2 separate regions of the Mus musculus genome follow, and region 2 is linked to region 1. Evidence: chromatin contacts called from public Hi-C data. All regions are on one chromosome and are shown on one strand. The core of a region is the stretch at or near the end of the contact, and the rest is flanking DNA. Distances in the headings are between cores, read along the strand shown. Region 1 overlaps Gm32098 (a long non-coding RNA gene). Region 2 has its middle 60 kb from the start of Gm45572.

The links. Hi-C and Micro-C count contacts between places; a contact is called where the count stands out from the background.
Region 2: a Hi-C map of uterus shows a contact between it and region 1, with 3 times the contacts expected there. The contact joins two enhancer-like sites. A contact is called at or near these places in 3 of 39 promoter capture datasets (embryonic stem cells, liver and pre-B cells), 8 of 484 Hi-C or Micro-C datasets (bone marrow-derived macrophages, cardiomyocytes, nephron progenitors and 1 more), 4 of 115 datasets of contacts at active chromatin or transcription factors (T-cell acute lymphoblastic leukemia, bone marrow-derived macrophages, differentiating embryonic stem cells and 1 more) and 3 of 9 other capture datasets (bone marrow-derived macrophages, embryonic tail and embryonic trunk).

Annotation. Positions count from the first base shown.
Region 1 is chr8:26,687,575-26,692,999 of GRCm38.p6, reverse strand. All of the region lies in intron 2 of Gm32098 (a long non-coding RNA gene), which reads left to right. Among named protein-coding and RNA genes, the nearest start is that of Gm32098, 8.3 kb to the left of the region's middle. Within about 2 kb of position 2,864, at least 43 of the 459 cell types and tissues checked have an H3K27ac peak or open chromatin away from gene starts, as enhancers often do. A contact at or near this core is called in bone marrow-derived macrophages and uterus, where this site is marked.
Region 2 is chr8:26,903,762-26,909,276 of GRCm38.p6, reverse strand. No RefSeq gene overlaps it. Among named protein-coding and RNA genes, the nearest start is that of Gm45572, 60 kb to the left of the region's middle. Within about 2 kb of position 1,281, at least 27 of the 459 cell types and tissues checked have an H3K27ac peak or open chromatin away from gene starts, as enhancers often do. A contact at or near this core is called in bone marrow-derived macrophages and uterus, where this site is marked.

The DNA of each region.
Region 1 (5,425 bases), core at 1,615-4,114:
AAGAATGACATATTAATCAAGTCTGCAAATAAGTAGAGGTCACTTACCACCATGCAGAAAATGTGGATTTGTATCTAGCCAAGAGCTTTTTCCAGAAGAAATGCAGGCAGTCAGTGGCACCTTCCTTCTACCTCAGCTCAACACTTTATTATTACATGAGTCGGTGGAACAACACTCATTTTCCAATCACATCCTTCCAGGCCCAAGACCTCAACTCGAGTCAGCTTCCATATACCTTATGTGGATTATCCATTTGATGAAGCATCTGCCAAGAAAGTTTTAATCTCCACCAAGTGTTCTAGCATCCCCCCTCGCTTCTCCTCCTCCTAGCCCTCAGCTGATGTGTGCTTAGGAAATGCAAACTAATTTTAAAATTCGCTGGAGCAAAACATGATTAGAATGGTTAAGTCTGCTGCCAAAAATAAAATCAGCTAATGCATTCCATATATTTAGATTTCCGAAATTAAGTTGAAATCATGCTTAGTTCATCCAAAGTTTGGGTTGAGACATATCACCCCAGATCGCTGCTAGAGGACCCTAATTTTTTTTCCTTTCTGGCAGTCATAAATTTGATCGTCTTGTAAATGGAACCACAGTTCTCGTGTCCCAGGGCAGTGTTTTTGCTCTGTCATCCTGCTGAACATGGGGTCATATACCCTGTTCACTTCAGAGAGGAAAACTCTATAGTACAGAGGAGAAGCAAGAGGCAGAGGACACTTCTGGCTCTATCTAAACTACAGCTTTCCTGCTTTTTTATCTCCTTCTTCTCAGCAGCACTAGATGCAGGAATCCATCTGAGGGATGCATCCCCTGCCTCAGGTGTTAGCACTGACAATGCTAGGCTCATTGCTGCCCTTCACAAACTCACAGGTTTTTGTTTGAGCAGGGGAGACAAGGTTAGTATCATAATACAACATACATTACAGAATACAATTAGTTGTTAAATGCTGTTTTATAGATTATTTAAGAGAAACCCAAGGGAGAGATAATTAGCAAAGGCTGGAGCAATTTCCAGGAGGCACCCAAGACAGGCAGTGTTGATCCTGGGAAAGAGAGAGAGAACATTTGGGGTAAAGGGACATTGAGAATATAGGCCCATCCAAGGCATGGTTGTGTGATGCAAAAGAAATCAGTTTGGGTGGAAGAGAAGAATGGTGCTAAGGACTTGTAGGAAACAGAGGTGCTCCAAGACTAAGCTACAAGAAACAGAAAATAGAGAGGTTGCTTGAAGAACAAAATGTGTGGCCGGTGCAGTAGCTCAGTGTGAAGAGTGACTATTGCTCTTGCAGAGGTCTGCGTCTGGTTCCTGGCACCCACCAGGGATGGCTCCCAATTGCCTGTACCTCTAGCGCTGGTTGATCCGACGACCTCTTCTGGCTTCCACAGGCATCTGCATTCATGTGCACACAGCCCACGTAGGCACATCATTTAAAAAAATCGTAAAAACCAAAGCAATGAAGGGTGGTTTATTTGAAAGACCCAAGGTGGGTCCTAAGAACAGGAGTGTATGGAAGACTGCATCGGGGCCCAGGAAGTCCTTATTGCATCTTTTGTCTTCAGTCTTTCACATCTGCCTCTGCCATAGCATCCCCGTTTTGTGTTCTTACAGCATTTTGTAGCCATCTCATGTCTTGAATTCGCTCATTCTCTTTCCTGCCCATTAGCTGCTTTTCTCCCTCTGTTTCGTATTACCAGTAGAAAAAAAATCCTGATGAGCACATGTCCGGTCCCATCAATTACCAACTAAGGCCACAAAGTACAGCCCAGACTACAAACACAGGTGTCATGCCCTTCTTGGGTGAGAGGGCAGATGGCACCCTAGAGGGGTGAGATGGGAAGCAGTGGGTGAGTAGGTAAGAATATGTAGGTCAGGGCTGCTCTTTGGTCCTTCTAGTATCGGATGAAGATACTTCAATTGTCTGGAATACGGTTACCTCATTTGCAGCAAATTCTGAACAATCTAGGTTTTTCCATCAGAAAGACTGGATTGTGGTCACTCATTGTGCTTTGACTATTTTCCCATCACATTTCTAGTTATGCTCATAGAATCAGCAATGCTTCTGGTCTCTGTGATTGAAGAACCTTCCTGTTGTAGGGATTTCTCCTTGGGTTGACTCCCTATCTGGTACCCTGAGTGCCAGGAGGTGGGAAAGTGAGACAGGCTCTGTAGTAGGCCAATGGGTATCCACAGTCTAGAGCAGGAGAGATTTTTCAATTCATCTTTTGCATGCATGGTATCTGTCAAGTATGTGATATTTAATGAAAGCCTTTTGAGCAGAATAAATAAAGTCAGTTTACAGATGTAAGCAATTCACAGCCAAGGAGCAGCTCAAAGAGACTTTAGCTTTATTATAAATAAGAGAAATAATCATAACAATATGTTTCTCCTTGCTCAGACATTCCTATGACACCGTTTCTTCTGTTCCTGCCAGCGGTGTCTCCGGGGACTTTGATGACCTCACCTCTTGTTTAGTTTTGTGGTGCACCTCAAACAATAGCTTGCAACCTTATTTATGTCCCCTGCTTACAAGGCAGGCTTGGGTCAGTCAACCCAGGTGCTGCTGATCTTTGGTAAAGGCAAGAAGCTGGCTCCAGTCACCAGAGAGAAAACCCGGACTTCTTCCACAGTGGTGTGGTAAGGGTAGAAGGGAGATGGTCACCTTCTTCCTGCTAGCCCCAGGCTCAGCCCACTAGGCAGGGCTGGAGGCTAATGCCAATCTGGAAGGTGGCCCACCCCTGCGAACTAGAAGGCAACAAATGAGACGAAATGAAAAATATAATGATGCATATTATATTAATCATCCTCCCTTTTTCTGACACAATAAATCTTCTCTTTAAACTCGTGGTAGCGATTGCAACATCTTCCTCTCTCCTCGAAACAGCACAGATTAAGATGAAGTGATAGTGCTGTGTCAAAAGAGAGCTTTACTGCCACACTTGGGATACAAAGAGAGAGGTTAATTTATCATCGCTGGGGAGAGCTGACAGGAGAGAGATATACAACCGAAAGGGGATTTAGCACAGGGCCAAGAAACTTCACACTATTTTTACCATCTGTCACATGCTCTAATAAAGCAGGGCAAAATATGAAGAAAGGAAAAATGAACTATCAAACACTGATGTAATGCAGCCCATAAATCTAATTTAATTACTTTGCATGGAGACAGGTCCTCGAGTCTGTGTGAATATACTGGATTTTCTTGGCAACTTAACAACTAAGTGTTTTAATAACATCACACTATAATTTATTCTGCTTGAAACACAAAACCCCTTTTGTGAGAGTTTCATTTTTGAGAACTGTTAATTTTTTCGGCTAATGTCAAAACTGGCATAAATTCACATGTGAACTTGAAGCCTGACTGTGAAAAAGGCTTAGGTTACCGCATGCCTTTTTATTGTTCCACACGTCCCCTGCTTCTGCATGCATTAGAAATAATTGGTCTTTGTTGATGACTTAGGTGAGGAGAGTCGTCTTGCAATTAGATTTTAATATAATGACAAAGGGTGTGTGAGGGGGGAATCTTTGTAAAATAAAAGGAGCTAAGAAAACCCAGTGAGTAGAGGCCCTGTTCTCCAGTGAAAAAGAAAAAAAAATTCAGTGCATGATACTCTTAGAAGCAGAAGTAGGCTGTGCCCAGAATCATGAGAATCCCACACAGGACAATGTAAGATCTCAGGGCTGACCAAGACACTGGGGCTGCAGGTCTGCCCTAGAGGGAGCCAGTGGGAGCAGAAAATAAATAAAAAAATACAATTAATATTCATCATGTGTCCTCCCGAATTTGGATGCAGTTACAGAAATTATTGTTAATAATGAAAGCCATATATCAAAGGCTATAAAACTCATCTGGGCTAGGACACTATTTTTTTAGGCTCTGTTCTGAACCATTAAAGATGACATATTGCATTTGTGCGCCTCTGTGTATAATAAGATACATTTAGGTCTGATTCTAACCTAAACTGGCAATTTTGGTATTGAACTTGAGTCCTTAAATGGGGGCTGTGACATTCCAGTCCAGAGGAGGTCAGCAGAACCCATCCATTCTCCCATGACCTCACTCAAACAGGGCAGGATGGATGGGTAATTAATTTGTTAGATCATCAGTGATTCATGTTGGAAAAATACAACACAGAGGCTCTTGACAAATTCAATTGAAATACAGTGGGGGAAAAGGATACGCATCCCCCCCCCCCCCGTAAAACCTCAAACCTTAAGCGTAGAGCAAGACAGACTGTGCAGTTCATTTATCTATTCCTTCAGGATACTTACTTTATAGAAAGCCCTGTAGGGTATATACGGGGAGCACACGCAGTCTGGTAACAGAGATACAGGGATTTGGACACTCCCAGAGCTTAGAAGCCATCTGTGGAGTTTGTGGAGGAACAGGGCTGGAGGTGTTTGGTCGTGATACCTGATCTGGATAAAAACAAGTGCCTGAATTGGAAGATTCTAACAAGTCTAAGTCCCATCAGGAACTTGACCACAATGTCTATACTGTTGACTCTTTGCTCACTGCCACCAGCGATGTGGTGTATGCTAAAAGTCCCAAGCTGTTCAAAGACCCAGAAGCCTGGAAGCTGAGAGGTTACGGGGTTTTGTTTTGTTTTGTTTTGTTTTGTTTTGTTTTGTTTTGTTTTGTTTAGAGAAGTAGTTTCAAATATATTTCTCCTGGTGCTTGTTTCTGAAAGTTCAGACTCCCCAGATCAGACCTGGAAAACACTCAATTCCTGTGGTTTCTCGTTCTGTTGAATTTGTGTGGGAGAAAAATGTACAGCCTTGAACTCTGAATGAAGCCCAGTGTGGAAGCAGTGGTTTTCAGTGGTGCCATTTCCAAAGCTCTCATTGCTGTTTCTAAAGACTTCCCACGTATTCTGTTACTGACCCGCAGCTTGGAATAGTGAACATTAAAAATTAAAAAAAAAAAAATCCAGGCTGCCAGTATTTACTTATGAAATGACTGGGGAGAGCCTGGCAAACCGGCTGCCTGGAAATTAGTGCACAAATTGAAAGTTTGAAGGCTTTTTGTTCCTGGCATTTTGACTTCCTCATCTGAAAAATGGGGATATTAATACCTACCTCCTGGAGTTGTTGTGAAGATTAAGTGCCGCTATGTATGTAGAGCATGGAGCACAGGAAAGGGATGGCTGCAATTATTATTTTATTATAATTATTTAGATTTCATACCCTCCTCTTCCCCTGTCTTCCTAACTTCCCCATTTCTCTCAGTGACTCTCCTCCACTCCTCCCCTCCCCCTACTCTTCCCCCTCCTCCCACTCCTCCCCTCCTCCCACTCCTCCCTTTTCCCCTCACTCCTCTCCTTCCACTCCTCCCCTCCCTTCTCCCCCTCCTCTCCCTCCTTTCCATCCCCTTCCCCCACTCCTCTTTCCCCTCACTTCTCTTTCCCACTCCTCCCCTTTCCCCCC
Region 2 (5,515 bases), core at 32-2,531, 220 kb before region 1:
GGGATGAAGCAGATTTGTTTGTTTTGAGTGGTATGTATGAAGTAGGCTATTGAACCCAGGGTCTCCGGCATGCTAAACGTATGCTGTGCCACCAACCAACACAATCAACACTACAGTCATGAAGCCCAATTTTGTAGATTCTAGTCTTTACTTCATCCTTACTGTACTGTGTTGGCAACTGAAAAAAAAAAAAGCCAAATTCCTGGGCACACATTTCTCCAACAGTAAAAACTACGTGTGCATACTTAGCCCAGGGCTGAATATACATAACCTTATTGAATTCTCGGAACAACTCCACGGGGGAAAGGACAAATTATTGGCCACCCAGGCAGGATTTTAACATCTGAGGGCCACGCCTGGGACCCCTGGGTCACATGTTCTCACTTCAGCTAACACAGTGTATGCTAACACATCCTCCAGACTGAATGTTGCCACGAAAGTGTGAAATGTATTCACAGGGTGAAAGACGATTACAAGCTGAGAACCAAGGCCGAGCAAGGGATGACTTGTCTATACTTTTTGGGAGTAGAAGAATATTTCGTGTGTGATTGTTTTCTACATTGTTAAGAGGCCCAACGCGCCTGGTGCCTGTATTTTAGAGGCCACTAGAATCTCCCAGGTGGCAGAACAGCACAAACACTTCTTTCTGAATTGGCCCAGTATAGGAGTGTTACTTGTCTGGTTGCAAACCATCAAACAAAAGGACCCCGTCCTTGAGTATATTATATGTTTATTAGATGCCAGGTGTGATTGTGTGCAGCTGGCCTGGTTAGGCTAGGCCAACCCTTTGTACAGGGCCTCAGGTTTGAAAGTGTGCCCTGGAGAGGCAAGAGTCTATTGCTGTTCCTTCCTTTGAGCCAGATCTTCAGCAGTCCCTCAGAGCTCCCGGTGCAGCCTCTGTCTACAGACAGTCAATAAATGTCAATGTGTACAGCTTGACGGATGTCTGCTGTTTGGTGCAGGGCTCAGACATCGCTTTTCCAGGCCTGGATCATATCTTTCTTCTGGATCACGGAGGCAGCAACAGGCAGGTGAATCATCCCCTCAGACGAGGGAACAACTTGTACAGGGCAGCGCCTGATGTCTGTGGATCTATCCCTTCCCAAACCAGCCTGGCTCAGCTCTCTTCGCCATGACAGCAGGCAGACACATTGATTTAGTTGCATCCTTTCTGTTAAGCCCACACATACCCAGGGCTGTTGTGTGAGCTCGTGTGACCTTCAGAAAGAGCAGAGCCTCTGGGTGCAATCTATAGAGCTTTGGAAAACTCCAAGAGGAAAGGATAACAAGTGGCTACTTGGAGTTTGGCTTTGGGCCTATAAGTGCCTGCAGCCAGCGGGCCATGTTTACCAAGTTGGGCCTACTTCTGGACAGCCAGGCAGAAGCAGGATTTAAACCTTTGCTTGTTTCCATTTGCTCAAAGAAGATAATTTGTTATGGAGCAGTCAGAGCACAGGGAGGAAGTGCTCATTCCTGAGACAAGAAGATCTTTATAGCAGTTAGACTTCCTCTCCTGTGTAGACAGAAGAGGCCTACTTCCTTCTTGCTGCTTGGTTGGGGCTCACTATAATAAGACAGCTTGCTGTCACAAAGCAAACGTGTCCTTAAATCAGTGCATGCCACATGCAATCTATACACGGTGCGGTGCCAACCTCTTAAGTTTGATGGACCCGCCTCTCTAGGAGGGGTGGTGAAGGGAAATAAGGGTGCCTCTTACTGAGTCCCACATGGCTCTACTTCCTCTGCTGAGAAGAACTGGGCAGAGGATTTTCTGGGGGAGGCTCAGGAACTATAAACTATCATTTGAGGCTCTTTCCAGAGGTTCTCTTGCTGGCAGGCATGCAGCAGAGGCATCAAGATGCTTAGAGGAGAAGATGGAACCTTTGTGAGTTTCCCGGGCTCTTTGCCCCCACTCCATGACTTACCTTTCAGTTGCTGTGCTGCATGGCTCCCCAGGAGCTAGAGCAGGAATGCGGCTGCTTTGTCAGCTGAAGCCTCGGTACCCAGAAGGCAGCGTAGGCAACGGGGAGAGAAGGGGTAGAAGATGCCAAGGCTGCTATCTTTACGTTTGTTCTGCATGCTCTCCATCCACTTTGCAGCTTTGTCTTTTGATCCAGACACAGGCCACAGCCACACCAGACAAATCACTGGAAGTGGTAAAAACTTTATAAACTTGAAGAGAGTGCCCTGCAAATACAGTATACTTCTATAAACGCCAGGGACACTCAGTGGGGGGACCAGCTCAGCTCTAGAGGTCTCATATTCTTTATTTGGGTTTTTTTTCAGAGCTCTACTTGTCTTGACACTAAGGCTTCTGGATAAGAAGTGACTATGATCTTCAGGTATCCTTCTAGAGCTATACTTTGGTATACAGTGTGGTCTAGAAAAAGATTGGAATTTGGACTCAACCAACCTGGGACTAATTATGGGAGGTCACCATTTAGGAACTTTACAAATTGCCTGAGTTCTGATTTCCTTGCCCCTCAAAGAGAGTTTATAATTACATCTTACCTGAAACGGTTTCGGGAAGATCAATTGAGAATTGAGAACAGACCTGGCACCGTGTAAAGTGCTTTCGCAGTACAGTCTTTATTGGTCTCCTGCCTTAGAAGTAGAACTTTAAAGTCCCTTTCAATTTCACAGTCCTGTGATGTTAGGCTTTCTACAACACAGTCACCCACAGTCTCCAGAGTTGCGCACGGCCCAGTGGGATGGCTTTGTCCTCTGGATGGGATATGGTTTTGCAACATCTTAATTTTTTGTCCAGAGTTGAGCTCCATAAATCATCACAGCAACAATGGGCCAGGAGTTCCTGCGCATCTTCCTGCCAAGGCTGTATTGTTAGACATGAGGTCAGCATCACAGAGGCTGTCTGGAAGGCTGGTAGAAGGGGGGGCTGCCATGATGAGTTAGTGCCTTCTGGATGAGGTGTTTCTCTGAGAGTGACTTATACAGGCAAGGCCAAAGAACCAAGTGTTGAGTTTGGCTAATGCCCGCTAGAGAGCTGTCAAGACATTAAGGTTAGTTCATGGCTTAAAAATGTCTTGAATATCAATCTTGTCTTTTTTTTTTAACTGTGAGGAGGAGGCGTATTTGGTCAGTCTTGCCAAGAATAGGGGTTATGGCTGAGGTTTTGATATCAAATGGAAACAGCAGAATATAGTAGACTGTTTTTGGAATCCTAAAACCTGGGTTGAGGCGTGGCTGACTATTAACTAACTCCGTGTCCCTGTGCAGCTACAGGGGAGTAGTTACACCTCCTCTGACACATAAGAGTTAACACATACATGGGAAAAACGTCAAGTACTAGAGATAATGATATGTATCACATGGCATATAATTATCCCTGTTAAAAATGATCCCAAGGCAGAGACAGGCAGATTTCTGAGTTCGAGGCCAGCCTGGTCTACAAAGTGAATTCCAGGACAGCCAGGACTATACCGAGAAACTCTGTCTCGAAAAAACCAAACCAAACCAAACCAAACCAAACCAAACCAAACCAAAAACCCCAAAAAAACCAAAAAAAAAAAAGATTCCAAATTTATATAAATATACATCTAGGAAATCGTTCAAATCATAAACATACATTCCTAGAACCATCACAAAGTGGTGACCCTTATACAACCACAACGCAGATGAAGAGTTGTAACATTACCAAACCCTTAGAAGTCCTTCTACCTCTCCATGGCACTTCCAAGCCTCCCAATAAAATAACCACACCCTGCACTCTAACACCAGAGGTGAGCTTTGCCTTGTTTTGTGCTTTGTATGAACACTCTGTGTCGTGAGCACAAAATCCCTTTGTGTCTGGTCTGCATTGTTGGTGAGATTCACCCATGTTGTACAGGTCTTTAGTTCATGTGTAGATCAAGGCCAGAGTAAACTACATCTGCATTCTGCCCTATGGTATGACTATACCTCAGTGTATCCTTTGCTGTCTATGGGGCATACAGAGGTTTTTAGTTTCTGTTGTATCCACATTACATTACATACATTACTGGTCAGCATATCTAAGAATAGAATTGTAAGTCTCTCTCACACACACACACACACAGACACACACAGAGACATACACACACACACACACACACACACACACACACACACATTTCCTTCACTCTTTGTTCTTTTAAAAATTGAAGTTTTACTTTTTTGTGTGTGTGTTTCCTTTGCACCCTGGCTTGTTGCTCTCACCTCTCTGGTGTGGTCCCCCTTCCATATCATAGATAGTGCCTTTAAAGGGACTCATGGCACCTTGCCTTCTTCTGTCACAATGGATTAGACCATGTGTGGACATGAGAATCACAAGCAGCTGTGGGGTGGCCAGAGATCAATCAGAGCTTCTGTAATGGGCGTGGTGGTACATGGCTGTCATGGCAGCAGCTGACAGGCTGGGTGAAGAAGGAGTTCAAGACCAGACAGAACTACATAGCAAACTAACTAGCTAGCTAAATGGCTGACTGACTAACTAACTAACTAACTAGTGGGGATTGGAACAGAATGTTCACCTAAGGCAATAGGATGCCAATTGGAGACTTTTAACTGGGACCAGAAGGAAGGGGCTGGCTAGTTTGAAGCATTTTTTTTCTGATAATATAAATGAGCAGGGAGCTCTACTGGGGATGTGTGTTTCCCAGGGAAGGGGGACCACGCCAGAGAGGTAAGAGCAGCAAGCAAGCCAGGGTGCAAAGGAAACACAAGCCACGTGCGAATAGTTCCTGCTTTCTGCCCGTCTCAGGGCCAACCCAGGGTCCTTAGACCCCTGAGACTGGCCTGTTCATCCTCACAATAATACCACTTTTATCAGAGCCAGGTGAGTGAATTTCTGATCATCCAAATCAAAAAAGTCCAGACTAAAACTGCCCGGATCAAAGGTATGGAAAAAAAGAGGAAAAAAATATTTATAGGTTGTATTTCGTTCAATAAACTTTATAGGGTTCTAGTAAAAATGGATTCCACTACCATTTAGATCATTCACCTTATTCAATGGAATAATGTCTGCAAGAATCATCTCATTGCTCTCGAACCGTTAAAATGTTAATTCTGAATATATTAGCACAGAGCACCATGGAGAGGCAGCTTTCTGATGCTCCAGCCTGTAATTCATCAAGGTCCTCACGGAGCTGAGGTATGTGCAGCTGGGGCATTGCCCACAGGGCCCATGGGCTGCAGAGCACTTTGGGCTAGACCAGGGACTTCTGAAATTCCACTTTGTGGTGCTTCAAAGGCTCTCAGGGTTAAAAGTTGGTTGTGAGATCAATGGCCAAGAAGAGAACAGTTAAGTTAGTGGCTTCCAAATGGAGGAATATTCATGGAGTCATTAAAGATGATGTCATTAGATAGGTTTCTAATGATATGAGAAATTAATTGCATAATAATGTGTAACATTAGCTGGAAAACAGATGTAAAATGTTTTATAGAAGGGATCCCAACTATGCTAGAATATTCCTAGAAAAAAAAAGTCCTGAAGGAAATATATAAAATCACTCATAGCAGTGATAGTTATATATTTATA